2 separate regions of the Muntiacus reevesi genome follow, and region 2 is linked to region 1. Evidence: chromatin contacts called from public Hi-C data. All regions are on one chromosome and are shown on one strand. The core of a region is the stretch at or near the end of the contact, and the rest is flanking DNA. Distances in the headings are between cores, read along the strand shown. Region 1 holds the start of FBXO33 (F-box protein 33). Region 2 holds the start of SEC23A (SEC23 homolog A, COPII coat complex component).

Region 1 (6,411 bases), core at 3,565-6,064:
AACACCTGACCATCAGCAGGCACACATATCACCCCACCAGGGTACATATCCATCTTGATGTTATACTCTTATCCATTATTCGTTGCCTGGGTTTCAAATCCAAATGAGCATGGGTAGTTGCTATAGTGACAATATGCCACTTTTGGAACCAGAAGCTTAGTACTACTGAGTACTTATGGTCTTCATAACGTCAGTACTTCCTCCCACACTTTGAATTATACATCCAACATTACACATTCCAACATTAAAACTTCACAAAATGTGATTTCATTCTGTCCTTTAAAGAAGTCAATTTTGTTACTTTCTCAAAAATAGTTTCCCCTAAAATAATTTATAGTTTATGTAGTATAGTAAATGTCAAGAGAAACAACCTAAGTCATTTAACATGTTAAGAATATACATACTCAATACATGCTTAATGGATTAATATTAAAGATTCTGGCTTAATAAAATAAATTGTATGCCATTATTGAAATGTAGTTTTTTAAAGAATTTTTTAAAGATGTGGACCAGTCTTTATTGAACATGTTATAATATTGTCTCTTTTTATTTAATGTTTTGGTTTTTTGGCCACAAGGCATGTGGTGCTATCCAACCAGCACCCCTTGCACTGGACTACCAGGGAAGTCCCTGAAATATACTGTTTTTAAATCGTAACTGAGCATGATTATATCTTATTAATTCATGTCTTAGCTTAATGTTATTAATAACAGTATTCCTACCATCCTTCATTTAATACGAAAATTAAATGATTCTCATATTAAATGAAACTAAAAATTCAAAAGCAACACTAAGAAGCAGCATTTTATTTTATAGCAGACTGATAAAGAGGTCCTTCTTGACTTATAATGGGGTTATGTTCCAATAAATCCATCATAAATCGAAAATACCATAAGTCAAGAGCAATTTAATATATCTAACCTACCAAATATCACAGCTTAGCCTAGGCTACCTTAAACATGCTTAGAACACTTAAATTTAGTTGGCTAATCATCTAACACAAGCCTATTTTATAACGAAGTGTTTACTATCTCATGTGACTTATTGTACATTGTTCTAAAAATGAAAAACATAAATTTTTTAGTGTATTGGGTTGTTTACCCTCAATATTGTGATGCAACTGGGATATGTGGCTCACTGCCACTGTCTAGCATCATGAGAGAGTATCATACCATGTATTACTAGCCTGGGAAAAATCAAACTTAGGTTTCCACTGAATGCACATCACGGTTTCACACCATTGTGAAATTAAAAAATCATAAGCAGAACCACCTACTTTGGAGACTATCTGTATTTTTATTTCCTTTAGAAACGAGTCCTAATAATTAAAGACTAATTATTAGTGGTATCTAAGGCAGGTATCCGCCTGCCAATGCCAAAGATGCAGGTTTAATCCTGGGTCAGGAAGATACCTTGGAGGAAAACCCATTCCAGTATTCTTGCCTGAGGAATCTCATAGATAGAGGAGTCTGCTGGGCTATAGGCCATGGAGAAGCAAAACAGTCAAACAAAACTTAGCGACTAAACAACAACAACAAGGAGAGGGTAGTTTGTTGCTAGTACAACACTAAGAATAAGGAAAAATATCATTCTCAAATCAATCAGAGAATATCTCCAGACCATCAAAGAGTCAGAGACTGGCAACCCTCATACATTGCTGTTAGGACTGGAAAATGACAGAGTCACTATAAAAACAGCTTGTAAGTTTCTCCAAAAGTTATACAGAGAACTATCATACAACCTATCATTTTCACTTCTAGGTATCTACTCAAGAGAAACAAGACCATATGTCCACAAAAGACGTGCCAATGAAGAGTTATAGAAATGGTATTCAAAATAGCCAAAAACTAGAAACCTAAATGTTCATCAGAGAATCCCCTGGTGGTCCAATGGTTAGGATTTGGTGCTTTCACTACCAGTGCTGGGATTCAATCCCTAATCACAGAACTAACAGTGACCACAAATAAACAAACAAATAATGTTAATCAACTGGTAAATGAGTAAACCATAAATAAATGAAATTCTATTCAGCAATAATAAAAAGAATTAATTAAGGACCCAAGATCAAAAACATTATGCTAAGTCAAAGAAGACAGACATAAGAGATCATACACTGTATAAATCCATTCATATCAAATGTTCAGAAAAGTCAAATTTACACAAAAGGAAAGTACATTCATGGTTGCCCGGAGGTAGAAGTGGGGAGGTAGAAGTGGAGGTAAATGGGCATGTGGAATCTTATTAAAGAGATGAAAATGTTCTAAAATCTATTTATAGTGTTGGTTGTAACACTTGATAATATAAATTATTAATGTGCATACTTGAAATAAATGAATTATATATGAAAAACATATCTCAATAAAATAGGGTGTTTTCTTTTTTAAAGTCAGAAAACATTAGAGCTGCAGGGAGCCTTGCCAGAACTTAGACAAATGAAGAAAGGGAGGCCCCAAAGGGTTAAACAACTTGTTTAAATGTTACTCAGCTAGATCCTGACAAAAGTAGAAAAGACCAAAATCCAGTCTCAGCCTCCTACTAAAAATAAAATGCCACGGAATTGTTTAAAATTACAATAATAGTTACATAGTTTTCTTTGTGAGGAGTTCTAGAAGTATCAAAATTTGAGAACCTAAAAGAATGTTTAAAACATAAAAATCCTAAGAACGTGATGTTCAGAAAAATAAAATAAAAGCTAGAAAAACTCATTTGTCACTCTTTGAGGCCATATAACTTTCAAAATTGGTAATAAAAGAAAAAGAACTAAGCATTTTTTCTGACTTTCCAATAAAAGCTATATTTCAGGGTAATGAAATGCTGCCAGTTTATGACAGAAAGCTTCTCCAATACAGAAGAATGCAAATTAATGAATGTAGATGGAATGAAAAAATTACAAATTATCATTTTGAAGTCCATAATAAAATTATGATTCAGGCAAGAATTATCAATTATTATTAAGGCCATTAAGTGAATGGCTGAAGGAAAGCAGGACAGAAAACATCACACCTCACAGATCACTTTGTTTTACGGAGATGTCACCAACCTAATCAAGCCGTTAGCATTAAATGTCCAGGTTTACTAGAACTTCAGGTACTAGAGTAATAAACTAAACACCAAGACAAAGTAGTCAAACAATCACAGAAGGGAAGATATTCTCTTGGTCAATATGCCTCCTCTTTAGCTAATCAGAGAAACCAAAAAAAAAGTAGGGGTGACTAATCTAGATTGAGATTTTGAAATATAAACAAAAACAAGTGTGGTCTTCAATTGGATCCTGGTTTGGACAAGATGGCTATAAAGAATATTTGAGAGATAACTAGACAAATTTGAAGATAACAAAAGTTACCTTAAGTGTGATAACACTATTTTTGTTATATACGATTATGTTTTCAGAAACACATATTGTACTACTTACAAGTGGAAGATTCATATACCCATGGTCCACTTCAAAATATTTCAATGAATTTAAAAAATAAAAAATTTAAATCCAAGTCTCAACTTCCTAATTCATTGCTGTTTCCATTACTGCCCATTAATTCATTCATAAAATTATTATAAGAAGAATTACATAGAAAAATCTCTTGCAGACAAGAGGTTCAGAGATGTGATCTACCACGAAGGAAAGCATTTTTTGTTGTTGTTGTTTTGTCGTTGTTTTTACAGCGACGGAAAGGAAGACAGATAACTCAGAGGTAACAACTCAGTATCACAGACAAGACACCAAAAGGCATCAAAGCATCACGAATGGGGAATTTTGCCCTCAAAGAGCTAAAAATATCCTGTAGAACAGTTTCGTGAAGTTAATTACAAGAAAACCACGCTGTTTCGAGATCACAGCTAAGGCTCTGAAGCGGCAGCCTCACTAATGCAATCCTCAATTGTTACATAAAATTAACTATTCCCTTCTGACTTCACTGCCCGGTACAACCAGTTTACTACTTTCCAAGATGTGGTGAAGTTAACGGAAACTCTTTCGAAAATCCCTCTCTCAAAGCGAGGGGAGACAAGCTAAAGAAAACCTTTACCGTAACCACCAGCTTCTTTACTTCTAGGGCCTCAAAACAGGGAACGCCAGGGAAGACGCCGATTATCAACCCGCAGATCTAACTCATTTGCCTTGTTTTCTCCTCTCCCTCTAAATCCGAAGGGTGGCGCTGTCCTCATTCCTTCCCCACACACCAGGTGTGCGCGCAGGTCCACTTCGAGGTCCGACCGAGGGGTGGCGCCGTCCACTGACCACCTCGGTCCGGCCTCTCCGCCGCCCCGGCCCGCGCGGCTCCTCTCCCTAACCCAGCCCCTCCGAGTGAGCCCGCGAAAGCGCCCGCTCCCCTTCTCAGGGGCTCTCTCTCAGAAACTCTCCACAACACTCGGGGCAGGCGGGACGGCTAGGAAAGACACAAGCCAGCACTCTGGCTCTGAGCCCTCAGCCCAGAAACAGAGAAGCGTGTAACGAAAAGCGTCAGGACCTCTCGCACCAACGCGAGTTAACGCTACTTCGACCTCCTGAGCGTCCAAGTTAACCGACGTACAGACTTGACTGAACTGAGTGGTCTCTGAGGGACGGGAGAGGGCGCCCATTTGCCGGCACCACCAGCGCTTCCCGCCCCGCCCCATCGGCCTAAGTGCGTCAGGAATCACGTGCCTCGTCTCTCTTCCCTACCGGCAAGCGGGCGCTCCCTTCTTCCGGAAGTCGCGCCCAGTCACGCCCAGGCTCCTCCCACCACCGGTGACGTCAAACTCAGCTCCTACCACTGGTCTGCCTCCGCCTCCAGGCGCGGGGAGGGCTCCCGGTTCCTTAAAATAAATCCTGCCGCTTCCGGGCTCCTAACCAGTACAAGCGAGGGTTTTGAAGTTGCGGAGAGCGCAGGCCTCGGACGCGCGTGAGTAAAGTTTGAGAGGCCAGAGGCTGGCTATCTGGAGGCCACCCCCGCAGAGGCCTTTCCCCCTCTCCGCAACTGGTGCCGCACTTGGTTCCGCCGAGACCCACGACGGTTCCGCCCCCTTCTTCCTTGTCATTGATGTTGTTGTTCTTGTCAGTGCCGCAGCCCCGACCACCGGGAGCCCGAACCCGAGCCGGGGCCGCCCGGGTGGCGCGGTGGCGGCGGCTGCGGCTGCAGCAGCTGCGACGGCTGCGGGGGCTGCTCCGGGGACTGCGGGGGCGACCGGGGATCGGCAGCCGGCGGCGGGGCCGGATGGCTCTGTGCGGGCAGGCGGCAGGCGCCGCGTCGCTGCCCAGCGAGCTGATCGTGCACATCTTCTCCTTCCTGTCCGCGTCCGACCGGCTCCGGGCCTCGGCCTCCTGCTCGCACTGGCGCGAGTGCCTCTTCTATCCGGCTCTCTGGCCCCAGCTCCGCATCTGCCTCCGCGTCTCGCCCGCGGAGCAGCCACGGCTCGAATTCCTCATGCGCAAGTGCGGCTGGTTCGTGCGAGAGCTGCGTGTTGAATTCGCCGCGGAGAACTACCTGAGCGGCGGCGGCGGCCCGGGCGATGGAGGCAGCGCCGACGCCGGGACTGGCGGGGAAGAAGTCGAAGCCCTGCAGCTCTCAACCCGTTGGCTGGAAGTGCTGCGCACCTACTTAGAGCTGGTCCTGTGCGTGCTAGTCAGCATCCGGAACAACAGGTAGGCACTTGGCAGCCCCTCCATTCATCCTCCCCCCCCCCCCCCGCCCCGCCTCCACTTCTCGGGGCGCAGGGTCGCCTCCTTCCTCTCACCTCGAAATAGATTTAGTGTGGAAACGCCCCGCCCGCTTCAGCGTTGCTTTTTTCAGTGACTGGGGGTGTCAGTTCTAATCCGGCGATTTCCTTGAGGCGGGAGGGCATAACAGGACTCATCCTAATACTTTATAAACAGTGATGGACTTGGTGTTTATCAGACAGCCCTCCTGGCGCCTTCAGGCACTGTCTCATTCATCCTTTCGGCAGCAGTGGGATGGAGTTGACAGGCGCGGTCATTCTTCATTTTACAGATGAGAGAGCTGAAGCTTGGAGGGTGAGGCCTGTGAATGAGTCTTGGGAGAAACTAAACTAATCTGTTTTTTTTTTGTTGTTGTTGTTGTTTTATTCTGAACCTTTCCGATCAAAATAGTTCGTGGTGGCGGAGGGAGTAGGTATGCCACAGGTTTCGCATAGGTTCGAGACTCTCCCGGCATAAAAAGAAATCTTTGACAGCCATTTTCTTACCGGGAATGGTTTTAACTAGGCCAGGCACAAAGAGTAGGAGGAATTTTTTTTTTTTTTTTTTTTTTAAGGGATCGGGGAACTGGCTGATAATCAGGATTAGAAGGTCCCTCCCTTTTGCGAACCTCCAGACTCAACTTGTCCCCAGTGATTCCCCTAAAAGTAGCACAGTACAGCTTGGTGTTAGCGTGTGTTGGGGGAACTGGCCAGTGTCTGCAAAGGGTAAGCCCAAACTGT
Region 2 (5,798 bases), core at 2,087-4,586, 190 kb after region 1:
AGGTGCTGGACTTTGATTTATTTCTCACGGAATTCCAGGATCCCAGTGGATCCTCTCCTCTGTGTCTATTTACCTTACTCATTCTTAGATCTTGTTTTTTTTTCTGTGAATGTCCATATTCCACCTTTATATCATCGTCTACAGCTATTTACTTGCTGTACTTTCAGTCAAGAATCCTTGTTAAGGTGGCACATTGACCCCACTTTATTTGCAGGTCTGTGCAGAATTTTGGCCTTTGATTCCCATTTCTTCTTCAGGATTGTTTAAAATCTGACAACCAAAGTCATCCTCTTTTATCTTACAAAACAAGCTTAGAGAAAGTAAAATATATATTTGCTATGTATCTTCTTTCTTGTGAATATAAGCTTTGAAGAACAAAAAATTAATCATTTTCTCTGTGCAGTAAAACGCTTATAGGGCTAAGCTTGGCAAGAGTTTAGGTGTTGTCCTTTTTGGAAATAATTTCATGAACAATCTGTGACATGAAGTAACTCCTGCCATATCAATAAATAAGAAATGTCACAGACATCAGCAATTTTGGGACACAATGCCTTCTGTCCAGCAGATGCTGCCATGCCCCCCTCCTTACCCTCCACCCCCAGGATTGCTGAGAAGTTAGGGGAAGCAGCCATCTGCCACATTTGCCACTCCTTAAGGTGAACAAGGAATTAAGGATGTAAACAATCAGGAAACAGGATTTGGCCCCCGAGAGTTGAGGTCCATGTGAAAGGAATGAATTCAGTGAGCCCAGAGACTTGCATCTTCCCATACATAGAATGCTAAATTCCTTAACTTGATAACTGATTTCCCTTCAGTTCAGTTCAGTTGCGTCTGACTCTGCGACCCCATGGACTACAGCATGCCAGGCCTCCCTGTCCATCACCAACTCCTGGAGTTGACTCAAACTTGTGTCCATTCAGTCGGTGATGCGATCCAACCATCACATTCTCTGTCATCCCCTTCTCCTCCTGCCTTCAATCTTTCCCAGCATCAGGGTCTTTTCAGATGCTGAAAATCAGGGTCAGTTCTTATCAGGTGGCCAAAGTATGGGAGTTTCAGCTTCAGCATCAGTTCTTCCAATGAACACTCAGGACTGATTTCCTTTAGAAAGGACTGTTGGATCTACTTGCAGTCCAAGGGACTCTTGAGTCTTCAACACCACAGTTCAAAAGCATCAGTTCTTCAACCGTCAGCTTTCTTTATAGTTCAACTCTCACATCCATACATGACTACTGGAAAAACCATAGTTTTAACTAGAGGGACCTTTGTTGGCAAAGTAATGTCTCTGCTTTTTGATATGCTATCTAGGTTGGTCATAACTTTCCTTCCAAGGAGTAAGCGTCTTTTAATTTCATGGCTGCAGTCACCACCTGCAGTTATTTTGGAGCCCCCCAAAATAAAGTCAGCCACTGTTTCCACTGTTTCCCCATCTATTTTCCATGAAGTGATGGGACCAGATGCCATGATCTTAGTTTTCTGAATGTTGATTTCCCTTCAGTTCAATTCAGTTCAGTTCAGTCGCTCAGTCGTGTCCGACTCTTTGCGACCCCATGAATCGCAGCACGCCAGGCCTCCCTGTCTGTCACCAACTCCCGGAGTTTACTCAAACTCATGTCCATCGAGTCAGTGATGCCATCCAGCCATCTCATCCTCTGTCACCCCCTTCTCCTGCCCGCAATCCCTTCCAGCATCAGGGTCTTTTCCAATGAGTCAACTCTTCACATGAGGTGGCCAAAGTATTGCAGTTTCAGCTTCAGCATCGGTCCTTCCAATGAACACCCAGGACTGATCTCCTTTAGGATGGACTGGTTGGATCTCCTTGCAGTCCAAGAGACTCTCAAGAGTCTTCTCCAACACCATAGTTCAAAAGCATCAATTTTTTGGCGCTCAGATTTCCTCACAGTCCAATTCTCACATCCATGCATGACCACTGGAAAAACCATAGCCTTGACCAGACAGACCTTTGTTTGCAAAGTAATGTCTCTGCTTTTTAATATGCTATCCAGGTTGGTCATAACTTTCCTTCCAAGGAGTAAGCGTCTTTTAATTTCATGGCTGCAGTCACCATCTGCACTGATTTTGGAGCCCCCCAAAATAAAGTCTGAGACTGTTTCCACTGTCTCCCCATCTATTTCCCATGAAATGATGGGACCAGATTCCATGATCTTAGTTTTCTGAATGTTGATTTCCCATACCTCACGATAATCTTTGATGGTCAGACTGCCTGCTCCACTGTGTTGTAAACTTGTATATAGCATGACTTCCCTTCATGCCTCCTTGGAGCAGTTTTCTCAGGTCTAGTGAATGATGCTGCTTCTGGGCTCAAAGTCCTTAACATTCCCACCAAATAAAATACCTCTGTACTTTAAGGTTGTGAATATATTATTTTTTTAGTCAACAAACTCCTCACTGAAGGGTGGGGTTGCCTCAGATCATCAAGCTCCAGTGTCTTTCCAGCCAGTTTCTGTCTTCCCCATTTTGCTCAATTCTTTTCTTGGAAAGAGAATCAGAAAAGACATCAAGATTAATCAACCAAAGATTGTAGAGGGTGTGTGTGTGTGTGTGTGTGTATTTGTATGTGTTTATGGGGGAGAGATGGCAGAGGCAGTGTGGGAGGGGAGGTAAACTGACTAGGAATACATCAATAGTGTACAAATAGTATGTAAGTTCTTCCAGACCGAATATTTGGCCCTTTTTGCCTACGCGGTATCACAGCATCGCTGCTGTGCCTAGCACAAAGCAGACAAATGTTCAGTAAATGTTTGTTGTACTAAGCGAAAGAACGAACTTCTCACTTTGCTTTTTCAGGGGAGATGCGGCTTGTTCTTGGAATCAACCAGGGCCCTAAAGGAGAGATGTCCTAGGGAACACCTCCGTTTCTCTCAACGAGGTAGGAGTCTGGCGACAGAAGGTCCCACATTGTGAAGGCCCACGGGGAATGGAATCCGCCGTGACTCCCGGCAGAGGAGACCGCATCCCCACGACGCATCCCCACCCTGGCGTTTTAGTTCCACCGGGTTTCTGCGCCTCTCCGGGCTATCCGTGCCAGATTTGTCACTGTCGCCCCGCCCCTCAGGCTCCGTCTCCGCCTATTCCCCCTCCCCTCTCTCCTCCCCTTCTCCAACCTCGGGTCTCCGCCGCGCTCCCGCGGGCTCGCCTGCGGGTCTGCGGCTCGGTCGCCCCGCCCTCAGAGTGGCCCCGCCCTCCCGCCCCGCCCCTCCTCTCCCCTCCTCTCCCGCCCCGCCCCTCCTCTCATCTCCTCTCCCCTCCCCTCCCGCCCCGCCCCGCCCCTCCTCTCCCGCCCCGCCCCTCCCCCTCCCTTTGACGTGGCAGAGGCGGCACCAGCCATGTTGGTCCACCAGAGTTCTGTGCGCAGGCCGGGGGCGGGGCAGCGCGGTCCCTGATTGCGGTGCCACGGCCGCTCCCGCGCGGCGGAGAGGACGGATTTGTAAGGTAGAGGCTGCGACAGGCGCGGATCTCGTACGTGGTGGCACTGTGGTAAGGATCGACTTAGGGGCCGCTAGCGCTCACTGGTAAGCGGGGGAAGGGCGGCGGCGGGTCCGCGGGGCCGGGGTCTCGAGGGTGGTGCCCACTCTGCCCTCTGGGTGCCCCGGGCCAGGTGGGGGTGCGCTGGGGCTGCGACCCGGCCCGGTGAGGGCTGCCTTGAGCCCTGAACTTGTCACCTTCTCACCCACCACCTCTGCTTAGTTCTGTCAGGGCCTGGGAACCGGCCCCCTCACCCACCTCCCCCGGATCAGGGGTGAAAGATGAGAGTCGAGTGAAAAACAGCAGTTGGGGCACCTCTCGCAGCACCCCACCCTCCGCTCATGGCCGATCTGCCTTCCCCACCGCACCTCACCCCACCCCATCACGGCTTCTGGGTACTTTGGCTTCTTGGGTCATTCCTTTCCTCATCTGAAGAGCCCTAGACTTTGACCCGAGGTGACTTCGTCACTCGTAGTTTGGCCTTGGGAGTTAAAGGGGAGAAGGAGAAAAGTGCCAGCTAGAGCTCACACCGTGGGCCTTGATTACAAATAGATTTCACTTTTCGGATTGGACCCATCTTCCGTACTTCCATTCGGCCCTAAGTGTTTTCCAGTTTTGGTGGTAAGGGAAAAGTCATCGTAAATCCTCTTGGAATCACTGGAATGAGTTTATGTTGAATCCGTGTTTTCACGGGAGCTTCCTCAAGGTCTACGCCTCAAAGATGTGGATAACCAGCCAAGTGAACTTGATTAAAAGAAGTTTTAGATTTAAATATAGATGTATGTTAAGTCTTCCTTTTCTGCCCTCTGCAGTAGTCTAACAGACATCATTAGAAGTTCAGTCATTTTTAATTGACTCAGAATTTTAGATTTGGAAGGGGCCTTGTAGTTTTCCAACCCAAACCTCTCATCTTACTGATGAGAATTTGAGGATCTGAGAGATTAAGCTATTTGTGCAGCATAATCTAGTCGTGGGAAGTAGTTGAAGACACTTCAATTGAGGATTTTAGGACAGAAAAGTGGGAAAGCCACATTTAATTGTCTGTTAACAGATACATCTGTTTGGAAGGAACTCAAATTTTACTTACAATTTACAGTTTTTTCACTTAGCTATCTATAAAATGGCTAATGGGCATATATCTGATGTGCTAGGTTACAGTGACTTAATGTTTCTTTACTTTTAGTTATACCATGAGAAAGTAAAGTAGTTCCCAATGATTATAAGTTGTGCTAAAAAGGGGACATTTCTTTAGAATGGTCTTTTATGTTTTGTACCACTTAATAAAATGTAATGACTAGTCAGTCTATTTTCTGCATCCTAGTTTAGTGTTTGAATCAAAATTTTTTAGTTTTATGCATTTATAGAGACAATACTAGGGGAGAGAATGCTTATCAAATAATGCCGTTTCATAAAGAGCTGGTTTGCAAAAGGACTTTATGTCAAATATGATGTTGTTGAGTATGGGACCAAGCCTGGCAGCATTTGTTCTAGAGTAAGTGATTTTAAGATTAATTTCTCTCTTGGAAAGGTGAGGGAATTTGGGGAGGTATTTTGCTTGTCTTTGTAATCAGACCAGTTAAGAAGAAGAACGTGGGACATTTTTCAGACTACTGTTGAAAAGTGATAATGAATAAATAGATGTGATTTAGAGAACAAATGTGATCTTAGAGCAGAGCGATTGAGAGGACAAACAGTGAGGAAGAGGAGGGGAATTGTACTCAAATATCAGTCAGGTGATACTCAGTATGTCTCAAGAAAAAGTAAGGATGTGGAGTTACCATCCAGGCTTATTACCTCTTATAGAAACCTAAACCTGGCCATTGCCTGTGTGTAGATGTCTTCATGATAAGTTTCATAGAGCCTTTCTCTACCAGCTTCCATGCTTTTAAATTAAGCCCTAGAGTCCTAAGGAGGTGATTCTCAGGACCTCTTTATACTCTTAAACATTATTGAGGATCCTGAAGAAAAGGAAAGAAAAAAAAAAAATAAGTCGCTCAGTCACGTCCTACTCTTTGCAACTCCATGGACTATACAGTACATGGAATTCTCCAGACCAGAATACTGAAGTGGGTAGCCTTTCCCTTCTCCAGGGGATCTTCCCAACCCAGGGATTGAACCCAGGTCTCCTGCATTGCAGGAGGATTCTTTACCAGCTGAGCTAGGCTTAATAGAAGACAGGTGGATTTTCAGATCTACTTGCTATCTGTTTTGATATGTTGTCTGGTTGAATTGTATGAAGGCAATCTGGCCTCACATAAACACATAGTTGGAAAACTATTATTGTTTCCTATGCTAAGACTGAGGTTGGCATC

What was found. A called contact is a pair of places that touch in the nucleus more often than the background predicts.
Region 2: a Hi-C map of blood shows a contact between it and region 1, with 6 times the contacts expected there. The contact joins the promoter of SEC23A here to the promoter of FBXO33 in region 1. A contact is called at or near these places in 2 of 3 Hi-C or Micro-C datasets (blood and muscle).

The regions. Positions count from the first base shown.
Region 1 is chr15:46,489,746-46,496,156 of mMunRee1.1, reverse strand. FBXO33 (F-box protein 33) reads left to right here and starts at 4,814. Exons shown (of 4, transcript XM_065906548.1): 1 at 4,814-5,617. The coding sequence starts at 5,016. It overlaps LOC136146974, which reads right to left and starts at 5,013. Exons shown (of 6, transcript XM_065906067.1): 1 at 4,827-5,013; 2 at 4,527-4,615. The coding sequence starts at 5,013.
Region 2 is chr15:46,295,298-46,301,095 of mMunRee1.1, reverse strand. SEC23A (SEC23 homolog A, COPII coat complex component) reads left to right here and starts at 3,336. Exons shown (of 20, transcript XM_065905990.1): 1 at 3,336-3,533.